2 separate regions of the Anas platyrhynchos genome follow, and region 2 is linked to region 1. Evidence: chromatin contacts called from public Hi-C data. All regions are on one chromosome and are shown on one strand. Each heading gives the region's core, a stretch centred on a gene start, on an enhancer-like site or on the middle of the called end of the contact. The rest is flanking DNA. Distances are from core to core; before and after follow the strand shown. Region 1 overlaps TESK2 (testis associated actin remodelling kinase 2). Region 2 holds the start of NASP (nuclear autoantigenic sperm protein).

Evidence for each region. A called contact is a pair of places that touch in the nucleus more often than the background predicts.
Region 2: a Hi-C map of skeletal muscle shows a contact between it and region 1, with 2.2 times the contacts expected there. The contact joins the promoter of NASP here to the enhancer-like site in region 1. A contact is called at or near these places in 4 of 8 Hi-C or Micro-C datasets (liver, skeletal muscle and subcutaneous adipose tissue).

The regions. Positions count from the first base shown.
Region 1 is chr8:29,748,171-29,755,525 of IASCAAS_PekinDuck_T2T, forward strand. TESK2 (testis associated actin remodelling kinase 2) reads right to left here. Exons shown (of 10, transcript XM_072041727.1): 6 at 5,861-5,936; 7 at 4,138-4,221; 8 at 2,950-3,036. Among named protein-coding and RNA genes, the nearest start is that of TOE1, 17 kb to the left of the region's middle. Within about 2 kb of position 3,906, at least 1 of the 8 cell types and tissues checked has an H3K27ac peak or open chromatin away from gene starts, as enhancers often do.
Region 2 is chr8:29,890,034-29,897,388 of IASCAAS_PekinDuck_T2T, forward strand. It overlaps NASP (nuclear autoantigenic sperm protein), which reads left to right and starts at 4,048. Exons shown (of 14, transcript XM_027463196.3): 1 at 4,048-4,222; 2 at 5,293-5,343; 3 at 5,880-5,990; 4 at 6,539-6,619; 5 at 7,181-7,278. The coding sequence starts at 4,161. It overlaps AKR1A1 (aldo-keto reductase family 1 member A1), which reads left to right. Exons shown (of 11, transcript XM_027463205.3): 11 at 1,857-2,458. The coding sequence ends at 1,922.

The sequences.
Region 1 (7,355 bases), core at 2,656-5,155:
AGAAAAGACTATTTTAGCCCAAGTAAAATATTCTTTCCTCCGCCTCAGCCATCAGTATGTATTTATCAGTACGCATTTATTTATTCTCCCTAATAGCAATGCATCCCTAAACAAAGCCAAACATGACAACTGTAATAGAAAGCAAGCAGCTTAAATTAAGCAGTAATTTAGATGGCATTTAATCATTCTGAACACTCACCCTGCATATATGTTACAGGTTTAACTACCATAGGTAGCACTGTCTAATTATGCAGTCAAAAGTTAACCTCATTACACTATTAAAGAGATTTCACTTGACCTGACTGTCTCCAGCTCCCTAAAGGCTTTTTCAGAGCAGACAAGCCCTGACAGGTATCACCACCGATCCAAAGGAAACAGCGGTGCTTTGGAAAGAACAAGCCCCACAGACCTCCCTGATGCTGTCCTGCAGGTCCTGAGATGGATCCTTCTGAACAGAACTGGTACGATTGGCAATGCTAGGACACCTAGCAACACAGGGTAAAGGGCTACAAATTCTACATACAGTGATAAAACAAAATCAAACCTGTTTTGAACTTAAGGACCGCAATTTCCTGGCATAGGAAAACATCTTTCTGCTTTCCCTATTTCACTGAAAGGGTAGGGCAGGGTAAAACACCAAAGCATATCCTCTGTAGTCTGACAAAATCAATTTGAAAAAATGAGAGGGCTGTTGCATGCTGCAGGAAGTAAGAACAGGTCTCTGCCTATTTTAGCTTGTGCTAGGAAAGATCCAGGACAACAGCAGCAATGAAAAAGTGACTCAGAGCAACATTTGCCTCTTCCATCCTGATCACTCAGTTCCTGCTCAAGTGGAATAGAAGGTTCTTCCTCAAAGCTGTAGTTCCCCACCGCTTAGCTCATGCTCATAAGCCTTCTGCATGATCATACATGATTACATTTAGAAGCATTCATGCAAGAGGGCTTATAATTTGCTGGGGGAGCTGTAGATTTCAGACTTCCTTACATGTACTCATTTTTAAAAACGCTTTCTAACAGCAAACTAAAGAATTTTTAATCCACTACTCACACACATCTGTTTTTACTCGTTTTCTTAGGCTGCCCTAAACACATTTCCTGGCTGTAGAAAACTCCAGGGCTTTGCATATTAGTTCAGCTAATCAGCTGAGCTATACAGTTCACAGTGATTGTCAAGCCATTAAATGATAAAAAGCTATATAAAAATTAGCACACAGATCACCTATTACAGGAGTATAGCATGCTTAGGGAGACATAAGGCAGCCTTATCTATTTGCTGCCTTTTCATTCCACTAGGCAAGCGGTAAGGGAATTGCAATATGCTCCGCAGTGGAATCAGCATACTAATGGCTTGATCACAAGACAGTCATTTCCAGTTCCAGTTCAGGGAACGAACGTTTATTATGCAGGAGACAGCATTTGATGATAATCAGTAGGAGAAAATCCCTTTTCTCCGAACACAACAAATTCTTACATGAGAATATGAGACCAGTCACTTCCCCTTTCCTCCTGAGTACAGTTCTACTCCGAATTTGTGCTGAAAAATTGCTTTGAATCAAGCACCACGTGTTGGATGCTGTATGATTTCTGGGGACTACAGCTGGGAGCTGAGGTTTCCACAGTCAAAGCCTAATTCCACCCAAACCCTATAGTGCTCACATAGTCAAAACACTTCAGAAACATGAGTCAAGCATACTGCTGTCCTACTGAAGTAAGCTCCACCGTACTAAGGTGAAATTAGAGGAGCAAAATAACTCGTCCAGACTAAGTTGCACAAACATGTCTAGCATTAATTTATGCTAGACACATATGCTCACCCATATTCTCACCTGAATGCCATTCTCCCTTCAAGTATGTGCACTTGTACTAATACACTGTAAAGAGAGAGCATGGGGCAACGACAACTCTTGGAAGAATGGAGAGATGAGACTGCTTCTTTCAGCAGCAGTGCTGACATGAAAACAAAGCCTGAAAATCAGTAACAGACAGGAATACAAAGCCTGTTCTGAGAGTTTTCTTACAAATGCTCACTAGGACATGGTGCTTTTGCTAATTACAGGCTTGGTTGTGGTGTCCTGAGCAGAGCTTTGTGCAGCAAGCATTCTAGAAGGTCTCTCAGTTTCAGGTGAGCAGTGACATTCCTAGCTTCATCCAAGTTTCTGGAAGCTCAGGTTCTCTTACTTCAGATTAAGCAGTTTACCAAAGGAATTAGTAACCTCTCTAATAAGATAATTCACAAAAGGGATCCACTTCCTTGATATTTTCATGCTGATGAGCCATTAAGGTATCCAGCATTATCATCCTTTTACTCAAATAACAAGAAGAAATTTACTCCATACTGCACACTGCCTATGGCCTTACTGTTATTAAGTCACCTGTGTTCTTGGGTTCAAGTTATATTTCTTTTTTGTTGTTTTGTTGTTTGGTTGTGTGTGTTTTGTGTTTGTTTTTTTTTTTTTTTTTAAATACAATCTTGGGATTTACAGGGTTATTCCTCTTTACAAAAGGCAGCATATAGAAACTTCAGAGTAGTTTAGGGCCTGCTCTTTATTTGCCTGTCCCCATTTTGTCCCCTCTGTTTATGAGAACAACTCAGAATTCTTTCTTCACAGCTCAGTAGGTCTGTACACAATAACAGCTGGATTTTGTCAGCCCGAGGGCCAGCCAGTGTCAATAACATACAACTGGTTATGATCAGCCTGAGCAGCCTGCAAGAAGCTGTTCAGTGTGCCAGACCTGTTTGTTTGGCATGACAGAACACGGAACAACAAAAGCAGAAGTCAGACTCTTTTGCAAGGAGAAAGGAAGGGATACAAAAAAAATGCAAGGGACTCTGGGTTCTTAGAATGTGCACAGCTTAGGTCTCCTCCGTACACACTTTAAGCTCTATCTTCAAAATCCAGAGGGATTTAACTCCAATTTTGGCCTGTCGCCTTCAGGTAAGGTACTCACGTTACAGCAGTTGAAGGCCAGCTGGAGGAAGTCAGGGGGACAGTCTCCCACCATGTGCTGGAAGGCATCATAATCTAATCCAAAATTCTGTACAAACAAAAAAAAACACCATAGAGAGCAGAGATGTGAGACTTCCTACTGGCCCAAAATATGTTTTTTGAGGGTGTCCCTACATGGAATAACCATGAACACTACCCCTGAGCAGCCACATACAGTGGGTTTTGAGAAAACTTCATGCACACTCCAAACTGCATCACTCCCATTGGGATTTATTTGATACAAGATACCTGTAAGAGAATGAGCTGACTTCAAAGCCCATTCTTCTTCCTGGATTCAACTGCAATTCATTGCACTTGAAGTGTTGCCCATGTGGATCTGGAAGCAATATCCTACACTATCAAGTTTCACCTTGATTTTCATAGTGTAAATTAACAGCCTGCTGTAAAACCAGAGGCTTCACTATGATGAAAATTCACCAATTAAAGTAGTTAATTTTTCAGTACATGGTACTACTAGGCTGGTGTTACAAATTACCCAGTTCCTTAAATGCATTTCTATAAGAAGATCTGAAGGAAAGAAAAACAAAAGGATCTCTTACTTATTGTGGTTCAATACAAGCATTTTCAGAACTGGAGATGGACAGGCAATTTGGAAGACCCCTATGGAGGGCCAAAAGCTGCCTTGCAGATGGGACGCAGCCAAAAGGCAACTGAAGAAAGATGTGGCATCTCCTCTGATTAGTCAATTTTAGCTCAGATTAACAATGCTTAGTACTGTGTATGTAAAAATAAGGGTGAGCTTATTTTAGCTCCTGCCCCTTTCACAAGGCAGGGCTACTTAGAGGATGCAGTACATCAGCAGTGCTCTGTTCTGAATCCAGCAAGAATCTGCATGAGCTATCACACTACAAAAGGAAAGTCCTGCAACACCCTCAATGTTCTAACAGTTCAGGACAGGTCTAGAGCTTCTGAAAGGATTTCTGATGACTGCTGCTGCACGAAGTCTGTGTCAAAACATCTTTGAGGGAGCTTCTTACAACAGCATGGAATACAAAGGCCTGTTACAGGCTCTTTTTAGTGTAAGAACTATTCATCCTATCTTTGGCAGCAGTGCCAGAAGACCTAAAGGCCAGCCATTATCATGGCATATTTACCACCTCCCACCAACACGATGAACGTAACCACTTACCTCTGTGCGAGGGAGATAGTCTGGATCTGCCTGTATTCTTGCTATAATCTCACACAGAATTATACCATAGGAGAACACATCCGCCTAGGAGGAAAAAATAAATAGCTACATGGTTCAGCTATGAATACACTATTCTTATCTGCTACTGCGTTCCTCCTTACCCCCAACTGGTTATCGAGAACAACTAAACCAACACCACAGCCTTACAACTGCACTATAACTAATATTTTCCATGTGAAGAAACATATGCTTACAGTAAAACCCCGCTGCAGCACAAATAGCAATGATGATTTTAAAACTCTTTCAAAAAAAAAAAAAAAGCTACTATTAAATCAGCAACATAAAAATCTTTCCTTGCATAAAGAATGGTAAAGTTGCATTTGATGTCTTACAGATGGGAGTAATTAAAAACACAGCCAAAATATGACATGCCTATGTATCACTGTGGTTAGAAAGAGGGGTTTAAAATTCACATGCACACAGTTTATCCAGAATATTAATGCTGCTCTTCAGAGAAAATGTACTTTTTTTCCCCCTTTTCTCACAGTTCAGCACCTCTGGAGAAAAGAATCTCCCAAAGCTTGAGACACCTACTAACATTGTATACCCGCCTCCTTTTCCATTGAAATTTCCATGCTGCTTAGTAATCACTTATCTGAGTATCCCTGGAGCTGCACAGTTCCTCAGATTTCCACCCACCTGAATTTACCAAGTAATACAATTTGGGAAAGCATACAATAAAGGTCTACAGAACAGAAACTGGCATCCCTCAGCCTTCTGGTACAAGGCAGGCTTATATGCTACCTTTCACACTGATAGAGACCTGCTTCCTCCTTAGTCTCCCATGCCCTAGGGTCAGTGAAGAACGTGGCACCATATCTGGGTACTTTATTATTAATTTAGGTCAACGGGAACTCTCAAAGCTTTGAAATAGTAATGACCACATTTATCACTGCGGTTGCTACTGCCTTCCTCTTCGTTTCAAGTACCAACAATTAAACAGATATTGACTACTAGCTAAAAAAAGGTACAGGATGTGGGCTTTAACATGAAAAGTTGCTCTTGCAGGGCTGAACTACACTGTGTTTTAGAGAACATCTTTGCACATGACAGAGGAAACCCTGTGTAAAGAACAACTTGATAGAAAAATACTATTTCTAGAGCCTAGTGTGATCTGATGCTCCACTAAAAGAAACATTTTCCAGTGCCACCAATAGAAAAAAAAATGTAAGAAATACCTTTGGAGAACATTTTTTTTTATCCAGGCACATCACCTTTGAGTACTGTTGATTATTATTATTTTTTTTAATTAAAGTAATTGTACAAATTTACAGACCTCTTATTTTTACCAAGAGGTCACTAACCCATTGTCAGGAAAGTAACCTGCACCAAGTATCACCAGACATTTCTCACAAGACCTGGTTAAATCAAGCTGTGTTAGGTAGACAAGTCATTATCACATTTCTGCACATGGGGTGTTTCAGAATGGAAACAGCCTAACAGTGAATTATGCTAAAGGTACTTCTATTTCTGCTTAAGAAACTATTCCATGAATTACAATTATTAGCTGTTTGACTCACACTCTCCCTCAGTCTGAATGACCTACCTAGTATAGGAATGTGACAAATGAAAAAATAACAATAATATTATGGAAATCTTAAGTCTTGTATACAGATACTGAAAAGAAACAAGTGACAACTGAAGTCTATTTACACGTACCAACCTTTTCATTGTAAGGTTCATCTCTGAGAACTTCTGGTGCCATCCAGAAGGGTGACCCCACCACTGGTAACTTTTCACTATGTGTAGACGTAGACATTGGAGGGTGAGCAGCAGGAGGAGAGAAAAGAATAATCATTAATGAACTGGTCTGATTCATACATTGCTATAAACTTCCTGTAACTGCAAGCATCTGTAGAAACTTCCACCATAGGGAAGTCTATACAGGTGGGATCCGAAATACACTGCATTTTACTCTAATTTCCTCCAGTAGTTACTGGAACATTTAATAGCAAGAGAAGAAGGTGAAAGAGAAAGCAAGCCTAGGTCAATTGCCCAACATATTGTATTTCCAGTACCTAAGTGCCTGAGCTTCCCCCCCCCCAGTTGTTTTTATCTTCAGGTCACATATTTCAATAGTTTTGTTTTCCAAACTCTTGGCAGAGTGGATTCTTTCATCTATGTTTAAAAAGGCTTGTGGAGATCAGTTTCTGGCCAGATGTCAAATTCTCTATTAATTCAGCAGGACATGCAATTATCCCTACATGTATACCTATAGGCAGCTCCCAAAGTATTCAGCACAGCCTGCTTGCATATTTTGTCAAACAAAAAAAAAGTCAAGACTGACCAGATACATCTTTTAGTAGGGAGAAGTTAAAAGTACATAGAATAGAGCTGATTTGACATCTCTGCAATGTTTCTAATATGGTTGAAGACTACGGTCTTAAAAAAGGCATCAAGCTTGTCCCCCAGCTGTCCTTGAACGAACACCTACAAAGAAAAGGCCTCTGAAGGCCTCTAAAACCATGGGTTGCTAGCCAGAAAACTGGAAAAAATATAACTGCATTTGAAAATGATGGTAAGGCTAGATCAGACTGAAAGTGTGGCTGCTGCAACACTTTCATTATCTTATTTATTTAGTATCAAGGTATTTGATTTAGCTATTACTATACTCAGTTTTCAAGACATCTTAAAATTGGGTATTAAAACCACACTGATGTCTTCCTGATTCTGACGGCTTCCTATTGATACAGTTGAAGCTTTCAGTAGAACCTTAAAAGGTAGAGATTCCACAGGAGCGTACAAGATACACATTGACTACGCTTATCAGCAGTTTGGAATTAGATGTTCGCTTTGTTAAACTTTCAGATCAATATTTCACCAACATTAAAACAAGCCTTCAGACCTCCCAAGCTATAGGTTTAGGATACACGCAGTTTAAAAACAGTGCATAGCTGGGATCAGCTTTTATTGTTTACTCTGCAGTTAGAAGAGCTGGAAGGCTTTTATTTATCTTACACTGAAGCACACACTGGAGAATATTTGACTGCACATTTAACAGTCAGACTACTCTGAAAGACATGTCAATATACAGATGAGAGGACAATTAAATCCTTGTCCTTGACCTCCCTAACAGAGGGAGGACAAGAGGACTATTGCAAATCATGACAATAGCTTGTGACAGTCACCTCACCTGTGCACTCCTCAAATGAGTTAAG
Region 2 (7,355 bases), core at 2,798-5,297, 140 kb after region 1:
ATCTAATTTATAGTGTCTGGATTTCAAAGTGTGATGTGGCAGCACTCCTATCATAACCGACGAGACAGATTTTCCTTGCTTTACCTTGCTTGTATATAACCAGAAGGTCTTGACAGTTGTGCCACTCTTCTCCACGCTGTCATTTTGCTCAAAGTCCAAGGTGAAGCTATTGCATATAGACGATTTAAGATGCTTTATATTTTTAACAGATCATTATCTGGGTAGAGGCTGGAAATTGTTCAACTGTACCATGTACCAGCCTGAAATTCGAACTTTTGGAAACATAATTGTTTAAAGAATATACTGCAGCAAAACTTGAATGACTAGCAAGCCAGGACAGGACTGATGGTGTTGTACACATGATCTCTTTCTTTTTTTCTTTTCTTTTTTTTTTTTTTCCGGACCAGCAGTAGCTAACTATCAATGTGTTCACTGCTGATTTGCCCCCCTTCCTCCTTCAGATTCCTGGGGTAGATTGGAAGCAGCTATGTGCAACATTGCTTCTGGCAGCTGCTGTTTTGACATGTTGCTAACAAGAATGCTTACCTGAAGAACTGTTTTTTGTAGGGAAAATATGCAGGGGAAAGAAATGGTGGTTGTGGTGAGAAATGTGAATTGTGGGAACTTGCAGTTGTTGGCTTTCAGGAAACTATGAGGAAATGTGAAGATACTGTGATAGTTTTGTCCACTGTTTTAAGGATTGCCTTCAGATAACAGCTTAATTTCAGCTTTTATTTTAATCTGAGCACCAAATACTAAACCTTAACATCTTAGTTTTCTGCTCTATAGTGCCCCCAAGTGACTGTTTTCACTCTACCCTAGTTCTCGTTGTAAAGTTGCTTTTAAATGCATGATTTATTCTGAAAGCTAATAGACTTGCTAGTGGATACTTGGTTTCAAAGTACCTGTGATTCCCTTTGCCCCCATAACAGTTTGAGTGATATCTAACATCACAGTGATACAAAAATCCTAAATGCATAAAAATCAATGATTCGCTTAACATTTGCTTATATTAAGCGCTTAATGACTGAGTAAAAGTTTTAGCCGAATGATGCTAGTTTGCCATCAGGGGAGGTTTTTCTTCTTGCTGATGCTGCATCTAAATTTCCTCAAACATTATAGGTTGCAGAACAAGGTTTTACCCCAGCTCCTAGTAAATGGGGGCGTTGCAGTAGACTTGATGCATCTAGGAATGCAGTTTATGCATGTGAATGCCTGGAGGTGGGCCGTAGGAACTGAGGCTTCTGCTTGGCTACATCTGCTTTTGGGCCATCAGGAGCTTTTGTTTAATTGTCAATGAATGTTAGTTTCAGTACTCCCATTTTACAGCTGGGGAAACTGGTTGGCCATGAAAGTGTTCTTAAACAAGAAGTTTGTTCTTAGCTCCTTCGTAGCACTTTTTGTTTCAGTGATGCTGTAAATGCTTCAGTGTATGGCCCTGAACAAATTACTACACTTGATTCATTATATCCATCCGTAAAATTGGCAGCCCAACAACTCTGTCATGGAAAGATGGGCAAAAGCGCTTACTTCTGCGAAGTGTTTTGAAGTGTGCATGTTGCAACATTTATTCAGTAATGGCTACAAGGCAAAAGGCTTAACTATTCTTAATTCAATTCTTAAAAGCCTAAGTAGCTGGAAGAAAGACTCTTGCTTTAGGCTACAAAAAAAAAAAAATCTTTTAAGAAGTACCAAGAGGACTTAGGGGTGGAGGGAACAGCTCTTGATTAAACTCAGGAAGATGCTCCCAGATGTTTGGGATATGAAGATTTACAAGTTGAAACCATGCAAAACTTGAAAAAGAGTACGAATGGGTCTGTATCTTTCTGACATGCATCTGTCTGTTTACTTCACAGGTGAATGGGAAGCCAGTACCAAGAGATGCTGGACACCCCCATTACCCCTTCAATGACCCCTATTAACTGCAAAATAAGGTGTTAGAATAATGTGCTCCTCTGCATACTTTTCCACAAAGTAATGAGTGCCATAATCTGTCAAAACTGTAAAACAAACAACAACAAAAAAAAGTCCAAATTAATCCTGCCCAGGAAGGAAGGTTTTCTTACAATGTACTGCTTTTAATTGACCTTCCTTCTGAAGGTCCTGTAGCTTCCCTATCAGAGTTTGCAGTCATTGTAATGAATCCACCAGCTTGCCTTGGGAAACATAACGTCTTTTGGCATTAGATAAAGAGTGGGAGATTCTAAATGAAATTCCACACATCGTTATCAGGCTAGGGCAATACTTTGTGTTTTCTGTCTGTTGAACGGTTTTGAAATCTTTATTACCATGATGGGGGGGGGGGGGAAAGGGGAAGGCATGAAAGCATTTTCAGACTAAACAACTACCCAGTTATCACCTTCAATATTTTCATTAATCTTTTATACAGGGAATTAAGTGAAATGTGCTACGGTTGCACTGTGTCTATAAAGTGTTCATTAAAACCCAAGTTATCATCCATGCTGAGTGCTTTTTATCCCCTTTGGAATACTCATGGGACTTAAACTCTCTCCTCTTTATTTTCTTTTTCTTTTAATTTCTGTTGATTTGAGGGGAATAAATGTGTAACCTGAAGCAGGCCTTCAGGGCAATCATTCCTGTTGCTTGTCACATGGATAGGTTCTAGCTCTGGAATATCTCTGATTATCCTCTCATAAAAGCCTGAATAACTTTTTAGCAAGTCCTTTAGAAATCCATCCTGCCTTTCCCATAAATTTCTCCAATGTGTCTTTACCAAAGATGTCCGGTTCAAGTTCTGGAACATCACAGATTTTGTTCTTGATAATACAATAAAAGAAAAACAAAACAAAACAAAGTGTCAGAGGGCCCCTTCCCTTTTAATGTCTCTTCTTGTTGACTGCTGTCTGGGCTGGCATATGGGAGAGCTGGTCCTGCTTCCCTTCCCACTGCTGACCTGCTGCTAACGCTGGACAAGGAATTTGCGTTTTCTGTGCCTCAACTTTCCTACTGGCCAAGTCTCTGTGTTACTCTGTGGCAGGACTAATTTACAGAGTGCTGATACACTATTGTGCAGGGCTGGAGCTCTACCACCAGCAGTTTTTATTTTGTTTCAGTCCTGTAATGAATTGTTACGCCATCAGAGCACCAAGAGCACGAAGTCTTAGTACATACCGGTGCTCCAACAGCGATACCATCTGTGGCCTTAGCAGCGTTATTTAATACTTTGTTTTGGGTTTCTCTACCTGTAAAATAGGGTGGATGCTCGCCTGCCTTGGTGCAGGCATGGCAGCAAGGGAAGGGTTTGTAAAGGGCTCTCAGAATTAAAACAAAGGGACTCTTTCAGATCTGCTGCCACTTGGAGATGGTTGCGGGCATGACTTCTGTTTTGCTGCTGGACAAAGAAAGCTTAATTGACCGTAAGTGAAATAAAGAGCAATTATTTGTTACGTTTCCCATAGCACTAACAAACAGAAGAATAATCCTCTGTATTCAGATAGCTCAAAAATGAAAGAATGAGATCGTTTTAGTTTGGATAACCTCTTTTACTCTAGGTCTGTGTTACAACCGTGTATCCACCTCAAGTGTAATGTCTCTGCAAGTGTTTTCTCTCCTGGGCCTTATGCTGTGCAGCCAGATGGAACAAGTTTGTTTATTGCTTGCTGTGATCTTTATGTGAAATGTGAAAAGTTTCTGTGCCTGCTGTTTCCTAACCCTGCTGGGTTCTGCTCAGCCCAGAAAGCCGTTACAGCAGGGTCAGGCCTCTACCCGACGGGCCATTTTCGCCCTGAGGGGAGCGCAGTCCGTGCTGTGCTTTCCCTGAGGTGATTTTATTCCTGAGGTAATTTCACTCGCAAGATGTCCGCCCCGCGGCCCGGACTACAATTCCCAGCACGCCCCGCGGCAGCCGGAACCCCGTTCCCTTCGCTCCTCCCCGCCTCGCTCCGCACTACACTTCCCAGCGGGCAGCGCGGCGCAGCGGCGGCAGCCGCCTCTCGGGACTACATTTCCCAGCGAGCCTCGCGCGCCGGCGCCCTGAGTGCCGGGCGGAGGGTGGGCGCGCGGCATGCTGGGAGCTGTAGTCCGGAGGCTGCGTGCGCGCGCCGCGAGGCGGGCCGGGGCGTGTCCTGGGAGGTATATAGGCGGCCGGAGGGGTAGGGGTCTGCACTCTGCCGCCGCCGCCCCTGTCTCCAGCAGCTTCTATGCAATCCTCGGCCGTCGCCGCCGCCCCTTGCGTCGAGCCCGCGTCGGCCTCCCCGACTAGGTAGGGCCGGCCCCGGGCCCGCTGCGCGCGTGCGGTGCGCCGGGAGGAGGGGGGGGGGGGCGGCGGGGGTGAGGGGGGCCGCTTCCCGTGCGCCTCACAGAGCAACGGGGGGGCTGGGGGCGGCGGGCGAGCTTCCTTGAGGCGGGGGGGGGGGGTGAGCGTGTGGCTTAGGGGGTGCTGGCTGGGCCCGGTGCCCCCTCACCTCCCCCTGTGTGCCCCCCCCCCCCCCCCCCGCGGGCGGTGGTACGTGCCGGCCCGCTCCGCCGCGGCCAGCTGGGCCCGCTCGGCTCGCGCCGAGGCACCACGTGACCCGCGCGCGGCCGCGGCCATCTTTGTTGGGGGCAGCCGACGCCGCTGAGCCTGCCCGGAGAGGGTCGGGGAAGGGGGGGGGGAGCGGTCACGTGGCGCGGGGCCGGCAGCCCGTGAGGAGCCGCCGGCGGGGTTTGGCGCCAAGGGCGGGGGCGGGGCGGCGGTGAGGCGGGAAGGGGCCATTGTCTGTGAGGGGACGGGCAGCGGCCCTGCTCTGGCGGCAATAAACAAATAAACAGCGATCAGAGCATGGTTTAGCGCAAATAAATGAGTGAGCAGCCCCCAGACTTGGGTTTAACGCGGATAAACAACTCTCGGTCTTTGATTTAGCACAAATAAACGGGTAAACAGCCCTCAGCCTTTGACTTAACACACGTAAATATGTAAACAACCCTCAGTCTGGGACTTAATGCATATAAATGAGTAAATAACGCTCAGTCTTCGACTTCATGCATATAAATACATCAGTAAATAACCCTCAATCTTCGACTTAACGCATGCAAATAACCCTCAGTCTCTGACCTAACACACGTAAATAAATAACCCTCATTCTCTTATCTAAATAAATAACACACACAAATAAATAACCCTCGCTCTCTGACTTAACGCTTAAATAAATCGATAACTAACCCCCACACCTTGTCGCTCTCCCCAAAACGCTGAGGGGTGGCGGCGGTGTCTGGGCACCGCTATGGCCCCCGGCCTCACACCTCAGCCCCGCTGTGGCGATGCTGACGCCCCGCTCCTCCTGTCCCTTGCAGGATGGAAGAGGAACTGGCCGCCCCCTCCACCTCCGCCGACAAAGCAGACGGGTGAGTGAGGCTAAGGATGCTGCTGGCACCTTGAGAGGGAGGTCGTGGGTGTGTGGCTGTCCTTGTCCTGCTGCCCTGTGGGCATCTCCTCACGTCCCGCCGTGAGGTACAGGTGCCCTCTGCAGCACCCTGCTTGAGGGGTGCTGAGCCAAAACCAAGGTTCGCATCCATCTGTCTCCTCAGGTGCATCGTCAGAAGCCATAACCTGCACTTATTCTTCTCTTCTTGCAGCCGGCAAAGCCCTGTGCAGCACTGTTACACTGCTGTGCAGCCCCCTGGTATTGAGCCTCCTTTGCCATGCCTGTGTCTGACAGCCACTTCTTCCAGTATTTATTAGAATTAACCTATTTGTCCTTAACCATCAAAACCAGAAGGTGGTCCAGACTTCAAAATAAAATTACGGTGCTGCCAGTCACGTTAATGTCTGCAGCTCACTTAAACTGAGCTGCCTAGGTCTTGAGAGCTGGGTATGAATCCGACGTGTACTTTTCTCATTACTATGGAAACTAACAATCCTGCATCTGATTTTCTCCTAGTATGGATGTGGATGGAGAATCCAAGAAACTATTGGGTTTAGGACAGAAACACTTGGTAATGGGAAATATTCCAGCTGCTGTTAATGCGTTCCAGGAAGCTGCAAGCTTGCTGTAAGTAGTAAAATGTTTTGTGTGTTTTTGTAAGGGCTGGCTTTCAGGTTGACTACACTGACGTGGTTCATACGAGATTTAGGTTTTTACATTATGTATGTTGCTATATTTATAACACAACTGAGGAGAGTGCTTAGGTGTAGGACAATACTGTAGTTGCCGTGTAACTGGGACAGCTTTTATAATGATAATAATTGATAATGCAGTTCTCTAGGAAGGAAAAAGGATTTGATATTTTATTTTGCCTTACATAGTTCTGACGTAGCCTGTTAATGTGAAAATAAAGGAGTCGTGTAACTTGCCCGTTCTTTGCTAGTCTTGATCAGTCCCTGAGGGTGATAAGTCTTGCGTTTTTAGATTAACTTGCTTTGCTGGATGCTTCTGAGATACAGCTCTAAATAAGTGAGAGGGGCATCCATCCAATGTTCAAAAATGGAAGATGAGCTTAGGAAACTGATTCTTCTTGTCCAGGAATTCTTAGCTTTAAAGTTCAGTATCAAAACCTCCAAAAACCAGCAGAGGCAAATAATGCTTCATTACTTTTGTAGGGGTAAAAAATATGGTGAGACAGCGGATGAGTGTGCAGAAGCTTTTTTTTATTATGGAAAATCTCTCCTGGAGTTGGCAAGGTATGCTACCAGTTGCTCACGTACGGTGCCTGTCCTTAAATGTATGGTACACTTCCTTCAGGTGGTTTATAGCTGAACAGTAATGGGTGTGCATCTTTTCCGAAGAAATAGGAGTGACTGTCTTAAGAGGCTGTAAAACTCAATTTTGAGAGTGAAAAATGGTATCAGAAATAAAGCTTCTGGCAGAAAAACATTTCAAAGTAATATAGGTACTATGTGCTGTGGCTTGTTTGCTGTTATTTAAGCAATGCTTTGTAGTAGCTGCGTTTTTTTAGGAACCATTTGACAAATATCCATACTTCTCTGGAGGGAAATGTTATTTATGATGTTAGTAGGCTTATCTTCTAAGCACCTGTTACTGTCATGGAAGCATGCAGCGTGTCAGGCATCCAGAGCAGGAGTCTGGCTGGGGTAAAAGCTTTGTCCTCGTATAGGCAGGGTTGTGCTAGAGCCTCATGTGCAGAGTTATGCTGGGTGGAACGGGCCATGGTGTTGTAGCTTCCACAGTTAAAGAGGAGTAATAACAGGAGCCAAGGGATAACAACCTCTTATTCCCTTTAGAATGGAAAACGGTGTATTGGGAAATGCCTTAGAAGGGGTGCAGGTTGAAGAGGAAGGAGAGAAAGCTGAAGATGATTCCGCCTTACCGGCTGCTGATGGTATGTAAAGCTGTTGGTCGTGCCGTGGAGGTACCGAGCTGCATTTTCTTGTCTAAATGGTCCACGTGCTGAGTATT